Linked DNA regions of Mus musculus: regions 2, 3 and 4 are each linked to region 1. The links are chromatin contacts, called in public ChIA-PET maps. All regions are on one chromosome and are shown on one strand. Each heading gives the region's core, a stretch centred on a gene start, on an enhancer-like site or on the middle of the called end of the contact. The rest is flanking DNA. Distances are from core to core; before and after follow the strand shown.

Region 1 (3,441 bases), core at 528-3,027:
TCCAGCAGTTAATTCCTCGGGTACCTAGGCCTCCATATTTGTTGAGCTATCCCTGAAGTCAGAATTCACCACCTGCTTCAGTTCGGGGATATTCTCACCTCCAGAGCAGACGTCAGTGCTCTGGGGAAGCAGTGAAGCATGTTGGTGCTCCCAGAGATGAGTAACGAGGAACTGAGCTCAGATCCCAGCAACCATGTAAAAGCTGGGTACCGTGTTGAGAATCTGTAGCCCCAACACAGGAGGCAGAGACAGGAGGCCCCTGGAGCGACTGTCTGGTCAACTTAGCCAATCAGAGAACTCCAGGTCCAGTGAGACATGGTATTTCAAAACACAAGGTACAGCGTGATATAGGAAGATACTCAGCATCAACCTCTGACTTCCACACACATGCACACAGCATGTACATACACCACACAAAAAATAAAACACGGTACAACATTCTAGCTTACGACAATCCAAACATACACTAATGTGATGCTCATATGTTGAGAAATTATGGAAGGAAAATATTAAATATTTGTTTTTGAGAGTAAACCATTGTTTCTGTAACAGCATAGATGTTGTCTATTTGCTGAAAAACAACGCAATTCACAGCATATCTGAACCAAAATGTTCTGGGTGGTGTTTGCTGCATAGAGTGTCAGCCTTCACAGTGCAAAGCGCTAGTGCCATGTGTTCAGATCCAAGGTGGCAGTGACATCATCTGAAGTACCATGAGTGAGCACCGCCAGAAATACCTCCGATTCTTTAGGTTTGAGTGTGTTACTAGACATTCGAAAACTTTACCGTTGCCAAAATTTTTGCAGCCCCACATATGTGGTCACAACACACATAATTTAAGAAGCTATGATTGGGCTGGAGAGATGGCATAGCAGTTGACAGCGCTGGTTGCTCTTCTAGTGGACCCAGGTCCCATCCATAGAACCCTTGTGGTGGTCCACATCCCATTGGCTAACATTTGTCATGCAAAGGAGGCTGGGAAATGTAGTCCACCTGAGTCCTAAAGCGGTGGCCGCACAAGTTGGTAAATGGCTGCCCACTTCTTCATGGAAAGGTCTGACCTCTTGTGGAATCTAGAGGTCTCAGGTCCGTGGACAGGATAGAGAGGGATCTGAGCTTGCTCAAAGAACAGCTTGGGTTTTGGTCGCATTTGCTGAAGGGCAAGTGACAAAACAGGCTAGTCAGAGTCACACCTCTGGCCCCACCACAGCCCAGAAAACCCCAAACTATAGACCACCTGCTGGCCACGGAGGAGCTACAGAGGTGATTCAGGGAACTGCTCTCTTACCAATTGTAAAGTCACCAGTTTTAATTGGCTGAGAGATGGGGACTTCATTCATTTAGATCCCATGTCCCTAGCAACTCATGCCTCCTCTATTATCACATCCCATTTTATGGGGATCAAAGAGATTAAACATCTGCCCCAGCTCACCATCCAAGACCCCAGATTTGATTCTGAACCTACCAACCCTGACCCTTTCGTCGCTGTGTCTGTAAAAAGCCAGTTTCGCTTCCTTAAAATGAACTAAAAAATTTCAAGTCAAGCCACCCTGAGGCTAGAGGTCTGCGTCGGAGAGCGTGTTATCCTGGAAGGTTTCCCTCTGTGTAGACAACAGCGGTCTCCAAGTCTGGAGGTAGTGGCCTTGAGCTGCAAGACCACCATATAGGGACGAAAGCTGCAATACACACTCTAGCCGACAAGGGGCGCCGTACCACACAAAGCTCGTGCCCTGCCCGTGGCTGGCAGCGCTCGCGCATTCCTGCCGACAGGCGGCGCCGCGGGTCCCGGACCCGGAAGTGGACCGCTCTACCCAGGACCCGCTGCCCTGGCAGCGTCCCACTGCCCAGCAATGGGGCCGCTGCGCTGGCTGCCGCTACTCGGCCAGCTGTTGCTGTTGTGGCCGCGGGCAGCTCAGCCCGCCGGCCCGATCCGGGCCTTCGTGGTGCCCCACAGTCACATGGACGTGGGCTGGGTCTTCACGGTCCAGGTAAGTTGGAGCGTTCCTGAGCTCCTTGCACAGTAACTGCCTCCTGCGGAGTGCACCCGACCCAGCCGGGAAGAGAGGCGACCTGGGCTGCAGCACCCCACCCCACCCCCCAGCCTGATCCCCTGCAGTCTGAGCCTCAGCCTCGGGCTGGCCACTTCCTGCCTCGGAGTCCTGATGGCATCTATCTTATTAGACGGTCCCTGCAAAAGTTAAGGCAGAGGAGTGTGTCCCCAAAGTGTGGATTGACAGGTAGCCAGTCTCAGGAATAAGCCTGGAGTACCTTGGGTGGGGTAGGTTTCCAAGCAGGTGGATGTCAGCTGACTACAGGCAACTGGGCTGGCCCTCTGTGGTGCTGACATGAGGGCTAGCCAGTTCAGCTTCCTCTTCACACTCCTACCCAGCCAGATAAGCTTGGTATGGGGCCTGTAACCTCGAGGTTCTTTCTGTTCAAGACCTTGGACAGAGCGGGCAGGGAGAGGCTTTCTGTCCACTGGCTCAGGTTCCTTGTCTATAAAGAGAAAGTGGTGATTCCTGCCACATACCCCTAGGTCTGAGTACACTGGAGGTGTTAGGCACCAGGGTACTTGGTCTCTTGTACTTCTCTTTGGTCCTTTGGACTCATCACCACCCTTGGGGCTGTTGTGATGGCTTCTGCCTCCCCAGGAAAGCATGAGAGCCTATGCAGCCAATGTCTACACTACCGTGGTGGCGGAACTGGTCCGCGGAGGGCAGCGGCGCTTCATCGCCGTGGAGCAGGAGTTCTTCCGGCTGTGGTGGGACGGTGTGGCCTCTGAGCAGCAGAAACAGCAGGTAAGGTGGGGACAGGAGTGTCAGGACATGGGTCCCTAAGGTATCCGAAGTGTGAGAGGAAAGTTCCAGGAGGAGACTAGATAGGGAGTTCCAGATGTGCTCAGGAACATGCTAGCTGTAAAGACAAAACAACAACAACAACAAAAACTAGGCTTGTGGTCAGGGCCACTGCCCATAGACAGGGTGACGTCATCTTTCTGTCTGTTCTTGGTAGGGGACCGGACATACCCCTAAGCTAGGCTAGCATTTCTCCCAAAAGGCAACAGGAATTGGTGCTTAATCAACACCCAGGTGAACTTTGTCCCCTCCCCTATCTGCACACACTGACTCTCCCCTGCCCCTGGCTGGCCGTGTTTGGAACCCCTGTGGCTCTGTGACAGCTTAGTGTCACACAGTACAGAGAATGTGGGCAGGCTGGTGCCTGATCCTGCCACTGGCATCTGTAAGCATGGCTTTCTCTTCTATAAGACAAGATAGCCTGCTCCCCGCCCTCAGACAGCTCATGCCAAGGATTCTGAAGAGACACTTGGGGCTTGCCATTGGCATGTACCAGCTCTGGGGGATTGTTGCATAGACTTACAGGTATAGCCTGGCAGCTACCTCAAGGGTTTATAGTTTATGAATAAACAGGTATGGTTCAGAA
Region 2 (3,441 bases), core at 306-2,805, 240 kb before region 1:
CACACCGAAGAGGGTCCTAGAACTGAAACAGAAGTTCATGCGTGCCCTAATCGCTAACCCAGAAGCTATCTCCAATTGATAGCCACTTGCAACAGACTCCTCTTAAGGGCAGGCCGCATGCCCAGCAGTTGATGGACAACAGAAAACAAACTGAACAACGTCTCTGGAGGCTTTCATAACATCCTTTCAGGGCTGGCTTTTTTGTTTATTTTAAATCTAATTTTTAATTTTCTTTTTTATTTATATATTTTTGTCTCTTTTTACCCTACAAGTCCTTTGCATATATCTTATGACTTCCAGTTAAGAGTTTTATGTGATTGCTGAGTATGCAAATGAGTGTGTATCTGTGTCTGTATCCGTTTCTTGGGCCTTTTCTTGGCCTCATTCCTTTTGTTTGTTTTGTTCTATTCCAATGTATTAGGTTTTGTTTTATCATATTATATTATATTATATTATATTATATTATTATGTTATGTTCCCTTAGAATCCTGCTTGTTTCTAATGAGAGACAGAAAGGAGGCAGATCTGCATGGGAGGAGATGTGGGGAGGAACTAGGAGGAATAGAGGGAGGGGAAACCATAACTAGGATGTACTGTGTAAAAAAACTCTTTCAATAGAGGCAGGAAAAAGGAAAATGAAATGATACAGGCTGCCTGCGTCCAGGAACTGGGAAATGGTACTTGCCCTCAGAGTGGTATGTGTTAGACCCTTCACTGTGCCTGTGTAAACTTCTCTCAGGCAACATCAGAAAAGGGCCCACCTCTGCATCCCCAGTGCCCAGCCTGACTGGCAGAGGCTCCATGGCCTATCTGCTGAACAGAGAAGTTTCTGCCTCTGAGAATAGACGCCTACCTCCAAAGCCATGGCTGCTGCATTCGGCCAGGCGATTTTGGCTTCCTTCAGAAACCTACTGGCTTTCCTGTCAGAAAAACCAGTCTGATGATATCAGTAGGATGCAAAATCATTAAAAGGCACCTCTGAGAAGGCTGTTCTGTAAATCCATCTTCTTAGACACCACAGAGAAAAGACAGTGTGTGCTGTACAGTCATGCCTGGCCACCTCCACAGCATCCACACTGTACTGATGCCTCCACAATGAGGTCCCCAGCTACACACCAGAGCAGTCTTCCTTAGGGGCCTCAGCTCTCTGTCTCTCTCACACACACACACACACAGAGGGGGGAACAGGAGAAGGAGATAGATAGACAGACCGACTGACCCGACAGACCGACCGACCAACCAACTGACTCTAATGGCCCTCCATCAACCAGCAAGGAAAGGCTAAGACTATATAAAGTGGGTCTTTACCCAGAAGCCTCTATCCCTTCCAGTCTGCCATTCTCACCCCATCTGCCATCTGCAGCCACAATCCAGCTGTTTTGGCTTGGCAGTCAACAGCCTCCATCATTTAGCCCCAAGCTCAACACTTTCTTCCCAGCTGTGGCATATTCACACCAGACCACACACAAACAGCGACAGCAGCAACCACACAGCACCTCCCCTGTGCTATACACATTGCGTCAGTATCCTGTTTCCTAAATAGAGGCTCAGCGAGTTCACCTAACCTCAAGATCATAAGACGTCTATGACAGGACTAAGATCACACACTGCTGCCCATGCTGACTCAAGGCCTCTGCCTGCATCCTCCAGGTACATCCTGTTCCTCTAACCCCCACCACTCATAGTCCAGCAGATCCAGCCTAGCCAGTGAGCTTCCCTAGATGCCTGCCCTGGGGTTTCCCACCCCTCACCTCCACCTGGTTGTTTTCAGAGTTCATCACAGCCTAAGCCTTGAAGCTTTCCAGGCTGGGGCTATTTGTTGGCAGGCCTACCTGTCACTCACACTCAAAGTGCTCTGAAGGCCACACACAAAAGGGACAAGCCAGAGAGCAATGTGAACTGTACAGGGCGAGAGCTTTGCACTTCAATTTCCTGTCTCAGTTCCTCAGGTTCAGCAAAATGAGATTAAATAGTGACACCTCACCCGCAGTGCTGTTTTAAGAATGCGCAAGAGAGTATAGGCAAGCACAGTTAAGATCATGCAGGCCCAAGGTGCCTTCCCCCACCACACACACTGCCATTACCGTGACCACTGGAGCCTCCCTCTCCCTCCCCCTCTCTCTTCTCCTCCCCCTCCCCTTCCTCTCCCTCTCCCCATTCTTCATCACAGGCTCCTGCTTCCATGGTACTCTGTCTCCTTCAGGCTGACCTTTGAAATGAAACCTAAAACTTCTAGAATGGTGAACTAAAGTGCATCTTTCTTCAAGTTTCCAGGTATTTTGTCCCAATAATGGCAAGGCTTACACAGCACTCGGAAGGCACTGGCTTTTGTGCATAGGATGCTAGGGACAGATGGGTGGGTGTTGCGCATGCTGGGCAAATGCTCTACCACCAGGCCACTTAGTATGTATGTGTGTGCGCATGTTTGTGTGGGTGCACACATGCATACAGCAGCATGTAGAAGGCAGGGGTCACTGGTGTCTTCTGTGTGTGTACATGTTTGTGCAGGTGTACATATGCATATAGGTGAATGTAGGGTCCCAAGGTCACTGGTTGGTGTCTTTTATCACTCTCCACTATATTTTTTGAGACAGGACCTCTCCCTGAAGATGGAGTTCATGTTGATCGGCTAGACTAGCTGGCCAGGAGTTCCAGGAATCCTCCTGTCTCCACATCCTCAGCCTTGGTATAACAGATAAAACACCATGCCTGGCTCTGTATGTGAGTTCAGGGAATCCAAACTTAGGGCCTCAGGCCTGCATGCAAGCACTCTACTGACTGAGTTGTCTCACCAGCCCCTGCATTGACTCTTTAAAATGAACCTTCCTAAAGTGCCATTCCCAGTGCTGGTGTACAGCTCAGAGGCTGACAGTAGCCAGAGAGTATCTGGTCAACTCTACAACACTTCCATGACCCTTTGTACAACTTATCTTTCTTGGCCTAAAAGTTTTAAGATTCTTTGATTTTAAAACACACACATGCACACCACCAAGCCTGGTTTGGTGGTAGAGGTGTTTGCTGCCAAGCCTGACAACCTCTCCTCCATTCCTAGAACCCACACAGTTGATGGAGAACCCACTCCCAAAAGTTGTCCTCTGACCCCCACATATGCAGTGTGGTACGCATGCACACTTGCAAAATAAATAAGATAAAATGGAGTGACTATTAAAAACTAAATGTGTAGCCGGGCAGTGGTGACACATACCTTTAATCCCAGCACTCGGGAGGCAAAGGCAGGTGGATTTCTGAGTTCGAGGCCAGCCTGGTCTACAGAGTGAGTTCCAGGAAAGCCAGGGCCACACAGAGAAACTCTGTCTTGGAAAAAAACAAAAGAAACTCTGTGTGTGTGTGTGTGTGTGTGTGTGTGTGTGTACTGATCCAGCCTTATTCCAAGAAGCATTTCATGAGCTCCCAGGCTAGTTGCAGTCTTCCCAGTATACA
Region 3 (3,441 bases), core at 297-2,796, 210 kb before region 1:
GAAAGCCTGCTTGGTCAGGAACAGTGGCTAGACAGTGCAGCCAACAAAGCAAGTCCGTTCCCTGTCCAGAGGATGCTCCAGGGACAGCCCATTGCCTCCATTCATATAATGTGTCTGTAACAACTAGGAAATATTCCCTTATTGTCATAGTTTGAATATGATTGGCCCAGGGAGTGGCACTATTTGGAGGTGTGGCCTTATTGGAGTAGGTGTGTCACTGTGTACATGGATTTAAGACCCTTGCCCTAGCTTCCTGGAGGTGAGTATTCTGCTAGCAGCCTTCAGATGAAGATGTAGAACTCTCAGCTCCTCCTGTATCATGCCTGACTGGATGCTGCCATGTTCCTGCCTTGGTGATAACGGACTGAACTTCTGAACCTGTAAGCCAGCCCCAATTAAATGTTGTCCTTCTAAGAGTTGCCTTGGTCATGGTGTCTGATCACTCATGGAAAGAGAGGACTTAAAGGACTCAAGAAGTTGGAGGCTGTAGAGAAGGCTCAGTAACTGAGAGTACTTGTTGCCCTTGCAGGGAATCTAAGTTCATTTCTCCAAATCTACACATCTTGTGGCTTATAGTCAATCATAACTCCAGTTCCAAGGGATCTGATGCCCTCTTCTGACCTCCCTGAGCACCAGACATGCATAACACATGTACACCTGCAGGAAAAACACTCATACATACAAAATAAAGATATTTTTAATTCCCTAGGAAGTAAATAAAACTTAGAAGTCTCAGGAAGCACCTGAAACTCACAGGACTCACACACACACACACACACACACACACACACACACACACACACACACACGACCCTCGATCACATAGCCAAAGTCATTTCAATTTATGTGTGAGCCCAACCCACTTCCACCTTGATACCTGCCAGACACTTTCAGGCACCAGAGCTCCACGGAAGAAGCCAGCAAGGGATCATTCAACACACAGTGTCCTAACTGGCCTGGCAGAAAGTGGTAGATTAGGCACCCCTGCTGGAGATAGCAGGGGCCACAGCCATGTAGGGAAGTACTGGAAAACATCTTAAGTTTCTAGGGTAAAATATTGTAGCCGACTTGAGAAACTAATACCCTTAGTAGAAGTGACACTAGGAGTGTCCAGCACTCTCCAGACATATCAGAGTGACTACCTAGGCTACAAGTTAGTGATAAGCAACTGTGAGCCCTCCCACTCCCACCCCACAGCACAAAGCTATGAGCAGAAAACCTTGTGGATGGGACCATCAGTATTCCCTGCCTCCAGCCTTCAAAAAGCCATTTGGGCTGGTGTCAATACTAGGTTTGTATTTTTATTCAAACTGTGTGCCCTGTGGGTCTCTCCCCTCCCCAACAAAGGCAGCTCCAGGTTCTCTAAGACCTGGGGGCCCAAGATACAAGAAACCCTGCTGAGGACAATGGTTCCCTGTCACTGTTTGTCATCAGGCTGAGCTTCTGGTTCACAGAACAGGAAACCAAAGAGCCACAATCCTCCCTGGCCCAAGGTCACACAGGCAACAGAAGACAGAGTTGGGGTGGGGAAACTGGTGGGTGTAAATACCTTGTACTACCAACACTTAGCCTCAGGGAGCTTCAGCCTACAGCAGCAGGGCCCAACATGGATACTGTCACTTCAGTTGTGCAGTGCTAGAGCAAGCCCAGGCCTTGGGCAGGGGTCGGGGAGGCGGGGCTAGTTAGCCCCGAGCCTACCCCATCAGTCTGTCACTTTAAATATTCTAGTGATTACATCATAAAATTGAAACAGCAACTAGTAATATTAACAGTACTCAACACCTCCCCAGCAGGACCCTCTCCCCACATGCCCATGGCTCCACTCACCCCTGGGCTTATTCACATTAGTAAGTCTGACCCCTTGCCTGCTGGAGTCATGTCTCAGAGCTCAGGAGCCACACTGCTGCAACAGCAGCTCAGCTCCGGAGGTCTCCTGGTCATCTGACACAGGTACCTGAGTTTCCAAGCCTGAGGACGCTCACTCAGTCTAAGCACCTCCAGCAGGGGTATCACAAACCTTATACTGGGCTAGCCTTTCATGCCTTAGCAACAGCAGACCGGGGAAAAATAAGGACACCCTCCAGATCTTACAGAGGATGCAGAACCCAGAAAAAAATGAAGCCTTGTGCTCAGAGTGAGCAAGGCAGCATGGGGAAAACTAAGTCACCCCACCTCCACGCAGCAGTGATGAGTGGTGCACGTGAACACCACCTGGATGGCTGAAAACTTGGGAAATGAGTCTCCGCATGCATGATGCTCTTCAGGGTGGAGAGTGGACGTGAAAGAGGGAAACAAAGTCATATCAGCTCACGATGACTCTCAGAAGGAAACTGAAGCAAGGATGAGGGGAAAGTGGAGTTCTGACCTGCGACAGCACTTTAAGATGGGAAGGAAGCCAAACAGTCATCCAGGGCCAGGGCAGAAGACAGCCTTCCAGAGAGCAAACAGCAAACAGAAATGCTCGTCACAGCAAGAGTCCGGCATGTTCCAGAAACTGGCAGAGAGGCAGCTAGGGTTCCCTGCACTGTGCCAGCAGGCCTCCCTTGGCCGCTCCCCCACTCCTCAAGTCCTCTCCCCAGCTTCGGGGTACTCCCATGCTCTTGCTGGGGAGATGAGGAGCCACTAAACTGGACTCCTGGTTGGATGCTCCCAGCACAGGGCTGGGCATGGAGGACCCAGAACCATTGCAATGGTTAGTTAGCTTTATGGTCTGTAAATTTACATCGGTTATTTTTGTTGTTGTTGTTATTGTTTTAAGAAGTCATGTAGAACAGGGAAGGAGGTGGACTGCCTCAATGGAAGATGCAGATTGTTGACATCATTAAACAGTGTCCCATGCTGGAGTGCACAGGTACAGTGCCAGCCTCCAAAACACTATTAAAAGGGACATGGAAGGAGCCCTCTAATCTGTCGCTACCCACCTGACTTTTATGCCTCAGCTCTGCGGGGAAACAGGACACCCCTCCCATGGCACATCCCACTCTGTCCATCCCCGAGTTAAGTACCAAAACCTCTGGACTCAAAACACTGCGAGGGAGAGGCTACAGGCCAGAAGGCTGAGCCAGCACGTCCCTGTGACCTGGAATACACAAGCACATTACCACCACAAAGCCCAGACCCCACTGATGCACACAGAACCTCTTTCATTCCTCAAAGTGGTCCTTCAGCCAAGCCAGGGCCACAGGGAGAGAAAGCAGGCGGCCAGTGCCCAGTCCCAGGTTGCCATGGTTAGGCTGAAGTCATCAGGGCACTGAAGTGTACCAGGCCCTGGATAGGGGGAAGAGGCCACACTCAGGTCACACCGAACAACACATAACAGACCAATAGCTGCCCGAATGTGCTGTCCCAGGAGACAACTTCTGTCTGCTGCACAGTGCCAAACAAGACCTTCCCCATCTTTTTGTCCAGGGGATTTGCAAGCACAAAACTCCAGTGTTCTAC
Region 4 (3,441 bases), core at 444-2,943, 130 kb after region 1:
AGACAGAGGGCTGATGAGAGATTCTCGGTGGGTAAAAGTTTGTTGCCCTGAGGACCTAAGTTTGATCCCTGGAATTCACACGGTAGAAGGAGAGAAACGGACTCTTGTGGGTTGTCCTCTGACCCCACACTGCGATCCATTAGTACACATCAATAAATAAGTCTAAAAAACATAAGATGGAGTGTGATTGATAACTGATGTTACCCTTTGACCTCCACAGGTGCCTGCCCACAATCACCCGAGGAACACATACACACAGATTATAGTCAACAGGATGGCTACAAAGTGGCTGTGTTATCTTTCCTTTCATATGTTTGCGATACTTTGTTACTCTTTTAAAACTGCCCTACTATCGATATGCCTTTACAGAAGGTACAGACTAGGAGACACTAATGTTATTATGGATGTATGTACCAAAAAATGTGTGCAAATTCTCCATATTTAGGGAAATGTTTCCCTGGTCTGTGCAAGCCTGGCTTCTGAGGTCCTGAAGATCCTGACACCATTTATGCCCACCTTCACTCTCAGATGACCCTGGATTTTCCACTCTCTCGCATGTTATATGAGTTTGCCTGGCTGCCCGCCCTGGAACAGGTAACCAAAAGATGTGTAGTAAATAAAACTGTGGCTTGTGACTCACCTCAAATGAACCCCGAGGCAACAAAAGGGGGAGCAAACTAAGGAAGGGTAAGACTTGGGTGAAGGAAAAGATCCCCGACAATAGAGCCAAAGGCCTGTGCTCAAATTCTGCCTCCATCCCGAGGCGTCACCCACTCCCCAGCCTGTTCCGGGTCTCTCCAGGAAGGCTTTACTTTGGGTTTCTCCGGGAGAGTGAAAAGATGTTTGTTGGAACAGTATGGATTCTATGAAAGGACAGTTCTTTTAGGTTCCTGACCTTGGCTTGCATACAAGAGTCCAGCCTACCTCAGCAGAAAAGTACTTCCAGTTCTCTGCTCCTCCCAGAAGCCTGAGCTGAGCTTGGGAACTCCGGGTCTCAGACTCTGAACCCAAGAACAGGGCCTGGTGCCTGGCGGTGCTCAATGAGTTTGATGAACTACATGCAGGTCACTCCCCTACGGGACCTGTTCTTGCCTTTGTATAGAAGGCACATCTCTGGCTTTTCTTCCTGGTACTTCTGACATCTACATCTGCTTTTCTGGAAGAGCCTAGGAGTCACATTTAGGGAAGGTGAGTAGGTGGGAAGAGGCTTTTGATTAAAAGGTTAGTGCACATTTTTGGCTCCCACTTCCGAATCTTCCAGAAGGTCTTTTATTTTTTGCCTACTTAATAATAACATAAAAAAGCCATGTCACTTTTTGTTTTTAATTGAAGTCTTTATGTTAAGCCGCCCACTCCAGCCATTCCAGGACATGGCGAAGAGGGGGCGCGGACAGGTGTAACGCGGGGGTTTGTGTTGGAAGGGCTCTGCAAAGCCGGGTCTCAGTGACCCAGCGGGAGGTCACCGACCCAGGAGCCCTCTCTCAGGGCCTGGTAAAGCTTCAAAGCCTCGGATCCTCAGGTCGGCCTCGTGGTGTCAGGATCTTCAGGACCCCAGAATCCAGTCCTGCGCGCCTGCTGCTCCCCCACCCACACAGCACGAGGGCGGAGCCCCGGCGCGCTGATGTAATCCCGGCGCCTGGGCGGAAGGATATGGAACGCGGCGTTGGCTGGCCGGGCGCTGAGGCTGTTGCCAGGTAACGCAGCGGAGCGGCTGCCGCGCGCCGCCTCCCGCCCTCCGCCGCCTGGCGCTGGGGCCGCCGCCGCTTTACGTAAGGCGCAGGCCAGGGCCGCCCGGCGCTCGGCAGCCGCCTGCAGCCCTCGGAGCGCAAGGAGAGGCGCCCACCCGGTAGCCTTGGCAGGTAGGCGGCGGCCGGGAGCGGGGCCGTGGCGGGTGGCGGGCCAGAGGGATGTCCGGCTCGAGGACCCCGCGGGCGGCGTGCGATGAGTGCGCACAATGGGCCGCGGCGGGCTGAGGCGGCCCGGCCTGAGGACAGCGGCCTCGCCTCGCCCCGCGCCCTCAGCTTTGTCCTTCGGCGGTCGGGGGCGGGCGCGGCGCGGTGAGTGGCGGGCACGCGGGCCTATGGCGCGGGGTCGAAGAAGGTGACGGCCGAGGGCAGAAGTGACAGGCCCCGGAGTCGCCGGCCTGCGCGCGCCACCGCCCGGACCCTCGCGGCCCGGCTTCCGGCCGGCGTCCCGGGAGCTCCCGGTGGACGCCGGGCCAGGGCTGAGCGCTTTGCGTAGAGGCCAGGACAGGGCGAGCAGTGGGGAGCAGACCCCGAACCTGGCAGCCCCTCCCTTCAGTGTTTGCCCTTCTGTAGACAAACCTTAAAGGTTTAACCAAGAAAAGTGAGATGGGGGATAAACGGGAGGGGGACATGCGACTCCGGAGTCATTTACTAAACGGGGTTCTTGGGTCTCATCACCTGCTTTGCCTTGTTGCCCAAGTAACTGACAATGCATTTTGCGTTTCTGGTTCTTGGCTTGCTAAGGAAACGGTAGGAGAGGCTTGCCGAGGAGCCGGGGACGTGCAGTTTGGATAACAGGTGATGCCATGGAAAAGCCTATGCAGTGAAAACCCCACGCAAGATTTCTGCCACCAGTATAGGACCCGTTGCATGACACTTTGTCGGTTTTAGAGACTTCAGATTTAAAAGAAGGGGAAAAATATCTGTCACTCTGCATTCTGAAGGTCAAATATTCGCCCGCAGATGTTTTGGGCTGAACCATTCTTAACTAGGTCTCAGGATCTTTATGACAAAAACCATTCTGGAACTGTGCATTTGAAATACCCATGGAGGCTTCTTGCAGTTGATACTTATTATTGTAGATTTAGTTGCTATTCTTGCCAACTGATGTACTTTTAAAACGTGTTCTTTCACAAGTTCATTTATATATCTCTATAATGTCCCTTTATCATATTTCCCCACTATCTTCTCTTAGACAAACATTGAATTATAATTATATATTAATGTGTGTGTTTGGGTGCATGTATATTTAACGCGTGGAGGCCAGTGATCAATATCAGATGTTTTTTATAATTGTTTTAAAAATATTTATTTGATGTGTATTGGTATTTTACCTGCATGTATATCTGTGTAAGGGTGTCAGATCCCCTGGAACTGGAGTTACATACAGTTGTGAGCCACTGTGCAGTTGCTAGGAATTGAACCCCGGTCCTGTGGAAGACCGGCCCGTGCTCTTGATCACGGAGCCATCTCTCCAGCCCTCAGGTGTTACTTTTGAGATAGGGTCTCACTAGGTAGATTAGGCTGGCCAAGTACTTTAGAGCTATGTCTGCCTCTGACTTTGAAATGCTGGGATTTGAGTCATGGTCTCTCACTGAACCTGGAACTCACTAGTTCAGCAAGGGTGACTGGCCAGCAAGCCTCAGGGGTCCTCCCATGTCAGCCTCCCCATCGCTGGGACGCCACAAATGTTTAA

Evidence for each region. ChIA-PET counts read pairs in DNA pulled down with a chosen protein or histone mark.
Region 2: an RNA polymerase II ChIA-PET map of memory CD8 T cells shows a contact between it and region 1, with 59 read pairs. The contact joins the enhancer-like site here to the promoter of Man2b2 in region 1. A contact is called at or near these places in 1 of 39 promoter capture datasets (hippocampal neurons), 7 of 484 Hi-C or Micro-C datasets (CD8 T cells, effector CD8 T cells, memory CD8 T cells and 4 more), 3 of 115 datasets of contacts at active chromatin or transcription factors (CD8 T cells, embryonic stem cells and memory CD8 T cells) and 1 of 9 other capture datasets (adipose tissue).
Region 3: a contact with region 1 is called in an RNA polymerase II ChIA-PET map of memory CD8 T cells, with 28 read pairs. The contact joins the enhancer-like site here to the promoter of Man2b2 in region 1. A contact is called at or near these places in 1 of 39 promoter capture datasets (the C10 cell line), 3 of 484 Hi-C or Micro-C datasets (CD8 T cells, effector CD8 T cells and natural killer cells), 7 of 115 datasets of contacts at active chromatin or transcription factors (effector CD8 T cells, embryonic basal ganglia, embryonic forebrain and 4 more) and 3 of 9 other capture datasets (adipose tissue, liver and pancreatic islet).
Region 4: an RNA polymerase II ChIA-PET map of memory CD8 T cells shows a contact between it and region 1, with 10 read pairs. The contact joins the promoter of D5Ertd579e here to the promoter of Man2b2 in region 1. A contact is called at or near these places in 3 of 39 promoter capture datasets (liver and pre-B cells), 1 of 484 Hi-C or Micro-C datasets (embryonic stem cells), 1 of 115 datasets of contacts at active chromatin or transcription factors (memory CD8 T cells) and 1 of 9 other capture datasets (adipose tissue).

The regions. Positions count from the first base shown.
Region 1 is chr5:36,828,985-36,832,425 of GRCm38.p6, reverse strand. Man2b2 (mannosidase 2, alpha B2) reads left to right here and starts at 1,777. Exons shown (of 19, transcript NM_008550.2): 1 at 1,777-1,988; 2 at 2,652-2,798. The coding sequence starts at 1,851.
Region 2 is chr5:37,065,450-37,068,890 of GRCm38.p6, reverse strand. It overlaps a transcript of Jakmip1 not described here. Among named protein-coding and RNA genes, the nearest start is that of Jakmip1, 18 kb to the left of the region's middle. Within about 2 kb of position 1,555, at least 101 of the 459 cell types and tissues checked have an H3K27ac peak or open chromatin away from gene starts, as enhancers often do. A contact at or near this core is called in CD8 T cells, effector CD8 T cells, memory CD8 T cells and 3 more, where this site is marked.
Region 3 is chr5:37,035,141-37,038,581 of GRCm38.p6, reverse strand. It overlaps a transcript of Jakmip1 not described here. Among named protein-coding and RNA genes, the nearest start is that of Gm52814, 7.2 kb to the right of the region's middle. Within about 2 kb of position 1,546, at least 22 of the 459 cell types and tissues checked have an H3K27ac peak or open chromatin away from gene starts, as enhancers often do. A contact at or near this core is called in CD8 T cells, effector CD8 T cells and memory CD8 T cells, where this site is marked.
Region 4 is chr5:36,694,273-36,697,713 of GRCm38.p6, reverse strand. D5Ertd579e (DNA segment, Chr 5, ERATO Doi 579, expressed) reads left to right here and starts at 1,693. Exons shown (of 9, transcript NM_001081232.3): 1 at 1,693-1,859.